Regions from separate parts of the Mus musculus genome. Here region 1 is linked to region 2. The links are chromatin contacts, called in public promoter capture Hi-C maps. All regions are on one chromosome and are shown on one strand. The core of a region is the stretch at or near the end of the contact, and the rest is flanking DNA. Distances in the headings are between cores, read along the strand shown. Region 1 has its middle 38 kb from the start of Slc2a3. Region 2 holds the start of Nanog (Nanog homeobox).

Region 1 (5,795 bases), core at 23-2,522, 75 kb before region 2:
CTGTCTCGAAAAACCAAAAAAAAAAAAAAAAAAAGAAAAGAAAAAGAGAAGAAAACCAATATTGGGGGGGGGCGGGGTATAGGGAACTTTCGGGCTAGCATTTGAAATGTAAATAAAGAAAATATCTAATAAAAAATCTAAAAAAAAGAAAGAAAACCAATTTTAAGGAAGAAAGCAATGGACTGGGCTGTAGACATGTACTTAAGAGCACTCGCTGCTCCTCCAGAGGACCTGGGTCCAGTTCCCAGTACCCACTTCAGAGGTCTCACAAATGCCTATAATTTCAGCTCCCAGCGATCTCATACCTGCTTCTGGCCTCTGCAGGCACCTGCACTAAGATGCACACATGCGTGTGCAACACATACACATACACACACACACACACACTTTAAAATAACATGAATTTTTAAAAATTGTATAATAAGAGCTAGTGATTAGGAGCACTTGTTGCTCTTTCAGAGGACCCAGGTTCAATTCCCAGCATCTTACAAACATCTTTAACTTCTGGGATCCGAAACCCTCTTCTGGCTTACAGGCACCAGGAATACATGTAGTGCACAGACATACACATAGGCACAGCATTCATTCACATAAGATGAACAATAATAAGCTTGTGCCTTTAATCCCAGCAATTGGGAAGCAGAGGCAGGCAGATTTCTGAGTTCAAGGTTAGCCTGGTTTACAAAGTGAGTTCCAGGACAGCCAGGGCTACACAGAGAAACCCTGTCTCAGAAAAAGAAAGAAGGAAAGAAAGAAAGAAAGAAAGAAAGAAAGAAAGAGAAAGAAAGCAAGCAAATAAAAACGGAAGTTGACATAAATATCTGCAGAAGAGCATAAAGATGGATTGCCTAGTATCTGGGCTGAAAGTCAAAGGGGTTCTCCTCAAAGTGGCACGTCTCCTTACTAGTCAAATATTGCCCCATTGATTTCCCGAGCTAGATCCAAGGAGAAATGTCTTGAGGAAAGTCTGCTGGTAGGATATGCTATTTCCTGACCTCAGGTTTCCTATACTTCTTGAGATTCAGAGCAGTAACAACTCCGTACTTTACACTGTGCACTTTAACGTGTAGTGTTTGATCTCCCCATCAATGCAATCACTTCCATCACTTTATGGATGTCAACATTAAGGACAGCTTGGCCAAGGTCATGCAGTTGGGAATAGAGCTTGCACTTCATACAGCAAATTCTTTTGGCATTCAAAGCTGCCCCATGTAGCCAGTTGCTGGAACTGGAGGGAACTATTGTGTAACTAAACCACAATCACTTAGTGCTCTGTGAATATTACTAGTTCATTTCCTTCCCTGGCTACGTTCCATATGGTCCTACTGCTTTCCCCTCTGCTTGCCTATGCCCTGCCCTGGACACCCTGCTTTGAGTACACAGGCTTTCCAAATCTCTCTTAAGGTGTTATCTGTGGCTCCAACCTGGCTGAGATAAAGGTCAGCACGAGTGGAGCAGCGATATGGAACAATCCAGCCAGCAGATCTGCTGAAATGTTTTCCAAATGTTTGTTCCTACAGGAAGGACAGCAGCCCTCTGCCACGGTGTCACCATGAGCAGGCAGCACATTTTAGAAACGTAGCAGTAGCTTTAAGAATGTGTGTGATATCTCTGTCTCCAGTGCTCTTTCTCTGTCTTGCTCTTTAATTCCACAGTGAACAGGATCAAGAAAGTCCTTTATATAGTAGCTGATGGATAAATGTCTACTGACTAAATACCCCAATGGCAGGTTCTCTGTTTCTCCTACTCTTGTCATGGCTGTGCCTGTGCCTTTTGTTTTCCATCTCTCCCGAGGAAAATGAGAGGAAAATGAAATCATGTGAATTTCTCAGGAAAGCTTACTTGAAAACAGATTTGCATTTTGTTTTCTTTTTTGAGGCAGGGTCTCCCTATATACCCTTAGCTGGTCAGGAATTCAGTATGTAGACCAGGGTACCTTCACAGAGATAGATCTTCCTGCCTCTTTCTTGAGAGTGCTTAAGGCATGCACTACTATGCCCATCACTAAGATATACTTTTTAAAGATTTTGAGAGCTGATATTCTGAGTTTCCTGTCAAATATTTAAGTCTATCGTCATCATCTTATAATAAGCATCTCCTTGGTGGTTTCTATCATGTAGCCCATAATTTTTCTTTTATTTTTATCTTTTTTTTTTTTTGAGACTATGTCTTGCAATATAGCCTATCCTGGCTTGATGTTCACTCTAACCCTTGCTGGCCTCATCTGCTGCTTAAGAGCCTGTGACCCCAGGCTTTACTAGTGATCTTTCTATAGTCCAAGTCTGGACACACTTTTGCTGTGTTAACCTGCCAGGCATCTTAGTCAGCAGACAAAGTCCAAATGCTTGACCTGCCTCCGCTAGCTTGGTTATCGATTTGTGATAAATCTCCCCTTATCTCTCAGCCTCCTTTGCTGCTGGATCACAAAGCTCACCATCCTGTCGAGTCCTGCAAACTCTTGTGACCCAGAAGCCCCTGAGACCCAGAAAGCTGTTTTCTTCCACCCCAGCCTGCCCCACCGCACCCCTTTGTCAGAGTCACTACCGCTGAGCCTGCAGGGTTTTTGCAGTGTGCCTACTTGAAATGCTGCTCTTGAAACACTCTGTCACTCACAGCCAAACTCTTGATGGGCTGTGCCTTTCCTTAGCCTCTGCCATGCTGGAGTATGGGTCTCACTTGTGTTCAGCTTGGCTGTATTCATACTCACAGAGTCTGTACCCCTATTCTGTCTTCAACTTCGTTTATACATCTGATAGATCTCCTATGTAAAGAAAAAACAAGCATCCTTAGTTTTATAGTGAAAAGAACAGAGGGCTGTCAAGATGGCTCAGCAGGTAAGGACACTTGCTGCTAAACCCTACAACCTGAGTTGGAATGCTAAGAGCATGGCAGAAGAGAACAAGCTGTCCTCTGACCTCTCTGCAGAAGGCCCAATAAACAAACAAACAAAGGAAATAATATAGTTGGTCTTAATTCCCCTCCTTATGCAAGTCTATCTAATCTGGTAACACAAACTACCCCTGCTCTCTCTCTGACCTGTGTGACTGGTTTTCCCAGCTTGGAATATGTTTTAGTCTGGTTCTGTCTCCTTCCACCATATGGGCTCCAGGGACAGAACTCGGGTTGTCAGACAGGATGGAGAGCACATTTACGCACCAGCCCATCTCTTCTCTTTTTTGATATGGGTCTTGTGTAGCCTAGGCTGACCTCAAACTTGTCTTGAACTATTTTTTTTTTAAGATTGATTGGTTGATTGATTGATTGATTGATTGATTGATTTTATGTATATGCATATACCATTGCTCTCTTCAGACACACCATAAGAGGGCATCAGATCCCATTACAGATGGTTGCTGGGAATTAAACTCAGGAATTCTGAAAGAGCAGTCTCTTAACTGCTCTTAACCACTGAGCCATCTCTCCAGCCTCCTGTCTTGAACTCTTGATCCTCCTGCCTTTACCTCTCAAGTGCTAGGGATTACAAGCCTGTGCCACCACACCTGACTGTTGTGTACTTTTTTTTTTTTTTTTTTGGCCTGAGAACACCCTATAAGGCACAACTCATACATTCCTGCATTCTTGTTCTTTTCAACTCTTAGGAACACTAACCCTGTGAGCTTGACATCCCTTCCTCCCCCTACTGTTAGCTCTGTGGTAGGTCTAACCATAGGCCTCCTGTGGGGCATGTGCGAGTCCTTTATAGCCTCTTTAGGTTCCTCCAGTGCTCAGTAGAGCACCTAGACAGGAAGATGCATCACCTTTCTAACTGCAAGTGTGCAGGTACGTGGGCACATGTGTGAGCGTGCATGTGTAGGTCACAGGTTGACAAAGGGGGTGTCCTTCAAATATTTTTTACCTCATATATTGACGCAGGGACCCTAGATAAACCCAGAGCTCACTGGTCACCATGGAGTATTAGTCTATTATACTACACAATTGACATTGTCAATATATACAGAGAATAGATTTTCAGCCTTCTGGTTGATGTCTTGTGTCCTATCTGTTCTTATACATTTAAGACAATACACAGTGAAGAAACATGAGCTCAACATACTTGTAAGTCATTATATGGTTACAGTCATTGCCTTAATGGGTCCATAGTGTTCTGTGCATGGCTGTCCATTGTGGGAGACTGCTTTCTAACAGACACAATACATGGTATTGAAGGAGACAGTAATCGCTTAATATCAAATTAACAGAGACCTCCTAACAACACAAATGGACAGGGAGCCTTTTTCTACACTCACATTACAGCTGGCTTTTAAAAAGAATATGCTAGCCACAGGAAAGAAGGGGCTTTCTGGGCGGAGGAAACATAAAGGACACTCTAGTCCCCAAGAGCCTGGCAAGCCCAAGGAACTAAAAAACGCCATTGTGTAAATATAGAGAAACAAAAGGAGGTGAAGAAGCTCACGGTGAAATAGAACGCTTTTAAAACAAATCCCCCTGCATTGAGAGTGTTTCCAGACTTTCTCTGTGACATTATGCTGTGGCGATCATCTTTGTACCTGTGTGTATTACGGCTATAATTTATGGGAATTGTGGTGAAAATCAGAGTCATTTTTTTGTCATGAATATGTGTGTGTGGTGTGCGGGTATAGGAGTTCATGTATGTTGGAATGTGTGCGGGTATATGTGTACATATGTGTGCCGTACACATGTGTGTGCCCTGGGGGGGGGGCATGCGCCTGTGTGTACAGGTGAGAAATTGGCAAAAGGGGTATTTCTCGATTGTTTTTTACCTTATTTACTTAGGTAGGGTGCCTGGCTGAACCCAGAGCTCACTACTTGCTCTAAGATTCTCCTGTCTCTGCCTCCAGGGGCCTGGGATTAGAGGTCAAGCTGGCCTGGAACTCTGAGATCACCTGCCTCTGCCTCCCAAGTACTGCCTTAGAGGCCTGCACCACCACATCTGGCTGAATATCTAAATCTTAGCAGATATCTTCTAAAAAGGCATTACATATTTATTTTTATCCAACTATGCATTTTGAAATATTTTAACTAGAACTGGGTAGTGTCATTTTTTTTTTTTTAGGTTTATTTTATGGGGGCTGGAGAGATGGCTCAGTGGTTAAGAGCACCGACTGCTCTTCCGAAGGTCCTGAGTTCAAATCCCAGCAACCACATGGTGGCTCACAACCACCTGTAATGAGATCTGATGCCCTCTTCTGGTGCATCTGAAGACAGCTACAGTGTACTTAGATATAGTAATAAATAAATCTTAAAAAAAAAAAATTTATTTTATGGAAGTGAGTACGTTGTGGTTCTCCTTGGACACACCAGAGGAGGACATCAGATCTCATTACAAATGATTGTGAGCCACCAAGTGGTTGCTGACACTTGAACTCAGGACCTCTGGAAGAATAGCCAGTTCTCTTAAAGGCTGAGCCACCTCTCCAGCCCGGCAGTGTCAATTTTTATTGACTTTTCAGGCAAAACAAACATCACCTTCATCAAAAAAACAATCAATGTATTTTTTTATTGTATGTGTGAATACATATTTATTTTATGTACACATGAGAGTGCCTGTAGCATCCAGAAGAGGGTGTTGGATACCCAGCAAATGAAGTGATGACTGAGTCTCCCTGATGAGGATGCTGAGAACGGAAACTGGTCCTCTGAAAGGGCAGTTGGCACTGAGCCCTCTCTTCAGCCCCTGCCTTGTTCTCATAACAGATGTGTGTGTGTGTGTGTGTGCATGTGTGCATGTGTGCTTTTAAAATACATAGGCTGCCCTTGGTGACAGTTTCTACTTCTGAGTCCAATCAAAAACAAGAATAGCAAACAAATGATCA
Region 2 (5,646 bases), core at 1,126-3,625:
TCAGGTTTGGGGGGACTTTTATCTCGCCTAGATTTTTGCATGGTGCTGGGTGAATAGAATCCTGTTGGGACCTTTCATACTCTACTACCACTGAGTCAGCTATATCTATACATACATACATATATACATACATACATACATACATACATACACACACACACACACACACACACATTAACATTTAGGGATGAACTAATATTTATGAACAAAAAATGTCATGACGAAATCCATTATACTGAATGTTATCTAAGGAAATTTCCAGGGTTAAATCACTTGTTGTTAGGAATGCACAGTCCTGAGTTTAGACACCCCCCACCCCCAATTTTTTTTTAAAGGTATATTTTAAAATGATCCCACTGGGGCTGGTGAGATGGCTCAGTGGGTAAGAGCATCCAACGGCTCAGTGGGTAAGAGCACCCAACTGCTCTTCCGAAGGTCTGGAGTTCAAATCCCAGCAACCATATGGTGGCTCACAACCATCTGTAACAAGATCTGACGCCCTCTTCTGGAGTGTCTGAAGACAACTACAGTGTACTTACATATAATAAATAAATCTTTAAAAAAATAAATAAATAAAAATATCCCACCATCTTTTCTGCTAGTACAAGAGCAGCCAGTCAGAGGGTCCAGTTAATTATTAATTACTAGAGTAAAATTTCGGTTAACCAAATTCGTTTCTCTTATCCTTGACCCTCTAGCTCTTCGGTTAGCTTTTTTGTTTTTTTCCAGGGCCTTCAGCAAGAGACAAGTGCTCCTCCACCAAGCTTTGCCCCAACATTTCCTAGATCCAGCAGCAGGTAGAAGACACCTCCTACACTGAAGACATCTGTGCTCCACGCTGATGGCAATGCTGAGGTTAGCCTGCAGTCTAGCAAATAAGTAGACAGCCCTGAAAGCAGCTTCTAAATGGAAAATTATGCCATCTGCTGGCACTAGGGGCACGCACTACAAACACACATGCTCTACACACATGCTCTAAAAACACACATCACTTACAAAGGCTATCCCCACCCGTTCATTCCTAACCCAGCACTTTTCCCACCTCCAAAATCAAAAATTGAGGGAGGCAGAGGCAGAGGCAGGCGGATTTCTGAGTTTGAGGCCAGCCTGGTCTACAAAGTGAGTTCCAGGACAGCCAGGGCTACACAGAGAAACCCTGTCTCGAAAAAACAAAAAAAAACAAACAAAAAAAAAATCAAAAATTGAACCCATAAATCAGAAAAATCAAGATGACAGACATTAACTTAAAAGCTCAGAAAAAAGGGGACACACACTTCCTAGCGCTCCACACACCCAAGCACCGCTGCACACACCCGAGCATCACTGCACACACCCGAGCATCGCTGCACACACCCGAGCATCACAACACGCACCTGAGCACCGTGGCACACACAGCCTAGCAGCCTCTTGGTTCTACCATTTACAAGCCTGAGTACTGGGCTGACTCTGTACAGACAATGAGCTTCAGACCTTGGCTCCAGATGCTAGCTATAAGAATGAATGACTTAAACTGTGTACACTTGTTTGGGGTTTGGAAGGAGCACTGAGCTCACAAACCCAGAACTGCTAAGTGACATCCATATTCCCAAAGGTTGAGAGAAATGCTAACTGCTTCTGCTGGAGAAAACGGCCATTTGGGCAAATTGCAAACTAACTGTATAACCTCACCAAAAAAATGGGGTGCTCATTCCAAGCTAGGATGTTAGGTCTCCCTGCTACTGAAGACACCACTCACTGCCCCCGAACATATTCCAAAGAGCCCAAATATTTAGGTTCTCAAATACACACAAGAGCCTTATATTGCTCCGTCCTGTGTCCCGGATCTCTATTTCAGACTAGAAGGCCAACGTATCACCGGTCAAACTCAGAGGGGTTTCCAGAAGAGTGATAAGGACACCCGCTTATGTTAATGACTACTACGGTTCATAAAGAAGCAATAACCCTTCAGCCCGTTTTTTCTACTCTTACCCTAATTTACTGGGTTCTTCGGGGACTGAATTCCTTACCAGCCTCTGTGCAGAGCATCTCAGTAGCAGACCCTTGTAAGCAAGAATAGTTCTCGGGATGAAAAACTGCAGGCATTGATGAGGCGTTCCCAGAATTCGATGCTTCCTCAGAACTAGGCAAACTGTGGGGACCAGGAAGACCCACACTCATGTCAGTGTGATGGCGAGGGAAGGGATTTCTGAAAAGGTTTTAGGCAACAACCAAAAAACTCAGTGTCTAGAAGGAAAGATCATAGAAAGAAGAGTTAAATGTCTAATGCAAAATTATCAAGAAGTCAGAAGGAAGTGAGCCGCAGCCTTCCCACAGAAAGAGCAAGACACCAACCAAATCAGCCTATCTGAAGGCCAACGGCTCAAGGCGATAGATTTAAAGGGTAGGTCCTGCTCCTCCCCCCTCAAGCCTCCTACCCTACCCACCCCCTATTCTCCCAGGCACCCAGGCGGCACCCACGCCCCACCAGCCCTGTGAATTCACAGTTAATCCCACCTGCAGGGTCCACCATGGACATTGTAATGCAAAAGAAGCTGTAAGGTGACCCAGACTGGGAGGGAGGGAAAGCTTAGGGGGCATCCTCTGATCTAAAGACATCCCCCCCCCCCAAAAAGAGGCTTTACCTCATTTCACTTTATTCATCTTTTAACCACGGCTGCACCTCCAGACCCTGGCGATCTCTAGTGGGAAGTTTCAGGTCAAGTGGGGGATCTGAGTTTCCTCTTCCATTCTTTCTACAGACATGAAAGAGTCAGACCTTGCTGCCAAAGTCTCTGTTTATACACGGCTTTCCTTTCAGCACTCAGCGTTTCTTGCTTGCTCTTCACATTGGGAAACCTGGGGAAATCTTCCCTCCAAAAGTGCGGCTTTTTAACGCAAGTCTGAAGAAAGAGCCTGTGTCCTGCTTAAGACTCGGGCTACCTTAGTAAGTTGGTCCATGCTTTGGTTTTGAGACAGGTTTTTCTCTGTTGCCTTGAGTAGCTTATACTCAGTATGTAGACCAGGCTTGTCTACCACCATGCCCAATTTAAGGAGTGTTTAAATTAATGTAGAGGCCTTCTGTTTTGTTTTGAGACAAGTTCTCACTGTAAAACCTAGGCTGGCTTCAGACTTACTGCAATCCCAAGTGCCTCAGCCGTCTAAGCAATGGAAGAAGAAATTTATCGTATTTCAAATTTGGTTTTGGTCATTTCTTTGAGATAGAGTTTCACGTACCCGAGACTGGCCTCACAGTCTATTGCTCTAGCTGGTCCCAAACTCCTGATCTTCCTATTTCCACATCCCAAGTTCAAAGTTTGCCGATCAGTCCTTGTGCTCACAGATAAGTGAGTGAAAGCACTCTAACCCAGCTTAAGTCGGCTTCTGTGTATAAGCAGAGAGGGAAGGGCCGTCCTCTCGTAACATCTCCCATGTGAAGACTCTACCACAGTGAGTATTGGTAGGAGTGGTTCTTCCTGGGTTTTATTCTACAAAAGACTAAGCTTGAATGGCTCTTTTTGGTTTGGGGTTTTTTTTGGGGGGGGCGGGGCGGAGCGCGGGGGTTGGTGGTGTTTGTTTGAGTTTTGTTATTATTCTAGGCAGGGTTTCTCTGTGTAGCCCTGGCTGTCCTGGGACTTGCTCTGTAGAACAAGCTGGCTTCCAACTCACAGAGAGCCAACTGCCTCTGCCTCCCATGTGCTGGCATTAAAGGCCTGTATGTGCCACCACTGCCGCCATGGCCACCACAGCCACCATACTACTACTGTCTCCACTGCCACCACTGTCTCCACTGCTACCACTGCACCACACCATCATTGCCACCACTGTGCCATGCCACCAATGCCACCACTGTGCCACAGCACCACTGCCACCATCGTCACCACTGTCTGCCTCTGCTGCCACCCCTGCCACCATTACCACCACTTCCCTTCTTCCACTGCCACCAATGCTACCAATACTACCACTGTCAGCACTGCCACCAAGCCACCATTGTTACCACTGCCTCTGCGGCCACCACGGCTGCCACTACCACCGTTGCTACCACTGTGCCACCATGGCTACCACTGCTGCCCCACTACCATTGCCACTAAAGCCTGCAATGCCTCCACTGCCACCACTGCCACCTCTGAGCCACACCAACCCTGCCACCAATGCCATCACTGCCACTACGACCACCACTGCCTCAACTGCTGCCACACTATCACTGTCTGTCACCACTGCCACCAAGGCCTCCACTGCTGCCAAGACCACCACGGCCACTACTGCCTCCATTGCCCAGCCTGACTGAACCTCTTTTTTTTTTTTTTTTTTTTTGAGATTTTTCTCTTTATTCTGATGAACAGTGTGATATAATTAAACCAGCCATTTCCTTTTTTGTTTGTTTGTTTGGTTGGTTGGTTGGTTGGTTTTTCGAGACAGGGTTTCTCTGTGTAGCTCTGGCTGTCCTGGAACTCACTCTGTAGACCAGGCTGGCCTTGAACTCAGAAATCTGCCTGCCTCTGCCTCCTGAGTGCTGGGATTAAAGGCGTGTGCCACCACACCCGGCTAAAGCAGCCATTTCTTGTTTCAATTAGACACTTTTAGACATAAACTAATGTGGCTGGTTGACCTCTGTCCACATCCAGCTGGAGAAACGCAGAGCGCGGCATCTTGCCCTCCTCCCTCGAAGGCTTCAGACCCACTGTTTACACCACTCTCTCTCTCTCTCTCTTCCAATTTTGTTTCTTTTTTCTTCTTTCTTTAGATTTCCTTTATTTTTGTGTGCATTGGTGTTTTGCCTGCATGGATTTTGGTGTGAGAGTGCCCGCCGTGGTGGCACACGCCTTTAATCCCAGCACTTAGGCGGCAGAGGCAGGTGGATTTCTGAGTTCGAGGCCAGCCTGGTCTACAAAGTGAGTTCCAGGACAGCCAGGGCTACACAGAGAAACCCTGTCTCGAAAAACAACAACAACAAAAAGATGAAAAAGAGAGTGCCAGGTCCCCTGGAACTGAAATTACAGATAGTTATGAGCTGTCATGTAGGTACTGGAAATTGAACCCTGGTCCTCTGGAAGAGCAACCAGAGCTCTTAACTGCTGAGCTATCTCTCCAGCCCCTCTAGCCCATCTCTTAAGCCCTCCTCTGACAACTTTGAGGTATGAGGAAACTTTAAAAACAAAAAAAAACAATACTTTTAGAATTGGGTTCCAGTGATTCCATTTTCAGAGATATTTTTGCATATAAATTATATATATGAAGCTAATGCTATATGAAACCCTGTCTCGAAAAACCAAAAAAAATATGTATATAGTAACATATTCTATAGAACACGTATATAATTTGTGATATAATAAATAATGTAAATATATCATTTACTTATTTATTTATTTACTTATTTATTTTGAGACAGAGTTTCTCTATGTAGCCCCGGCTATCCTGGAATTAGATCTGTAGGCCAGGCTGGCCTCGAACTCACAGAGACCCACCTGCTTCTGTCTCTCAGAATGCTGGGGTTAAAGGGATGGCCACCACTACTTGGTGAGATATGAAGGTTTTAAACAATAAACAGATGGACTAAAGCCCCTAAGTAGAAATCATAGAACAAAAGAATAACTGTTCTACCTTCTGCTTATTCGCTGGACTAATACAAATATGTCCCTGATGTGATTCTTGTCATTAGGCAAAGAATGA

What was found. Promoter capture Hi-C pulls out the DNA fragments that hold promoters and counts their contacts.
Region 1: a promoter capture Hi-C map of neutrophils shows a contact between it and region 2, with 2.5 times the contacts expected there. The contact joins the enhancer-like site here to the promoter of Nanog in region 2. A contact is called at or near these places in 13 of 39 promoter capture datasets (the HPC-7 cell line, HPC-7-derived erythroid cells, cranial neural crest and 5 more), 8 of 484 Hi-C or Micro-C datasets (bone marrow-derived macrophages and embryonic stem cells), 14 of 115 datasets of contacts at active chromatin or transcription factors (embryonic stem cells, epiblast stem cells, extraembryonic endoderm stem cells and 2 more) and 3 of 9 other capture datasets (adipose tissue, liver and pancreatic islet).

Annotation. Positions count from the first base shown.
Region 1 is chr6:122,777,903-122,783,697 of GRCm38.p6, reverse strand. It overlaps a transcript of Slc2a3 not described here. Among named protein-coding and RNA genes, the nearest start is that of Slc2a3, 38 kb to the right of the region's middle. Within about 2 kb of position 1,272, at least 25 of the 459 cell types and tissues checked have an H3K27ac peak or open chromatin away from gene starts, as enhancers often do. A contact at or near this core is called in extraembryonic endoderm stem cells, neutrophils and pancreatic cancer cells, where this site is marked.
Region 2 is chr6:122,704,294-122,709,939 of GRCm38.p6, reverse strand. Nanog (Nanog homeobox) reads right to left here and starts at 2,375. Exons shown (of 4, transcript NM_028016.3): 1 at 2,007-2,375. The coding sequence starts at 2,157. RefSeq lists promoters at 2,235-2,425, 2,341-2,567, 2,230-2,635, 2,298-2,679, 2,161-4,662, cis regulatory regions at 2,484-2,491, 2,577-2,582 and an enhancer at 2,502-2,539.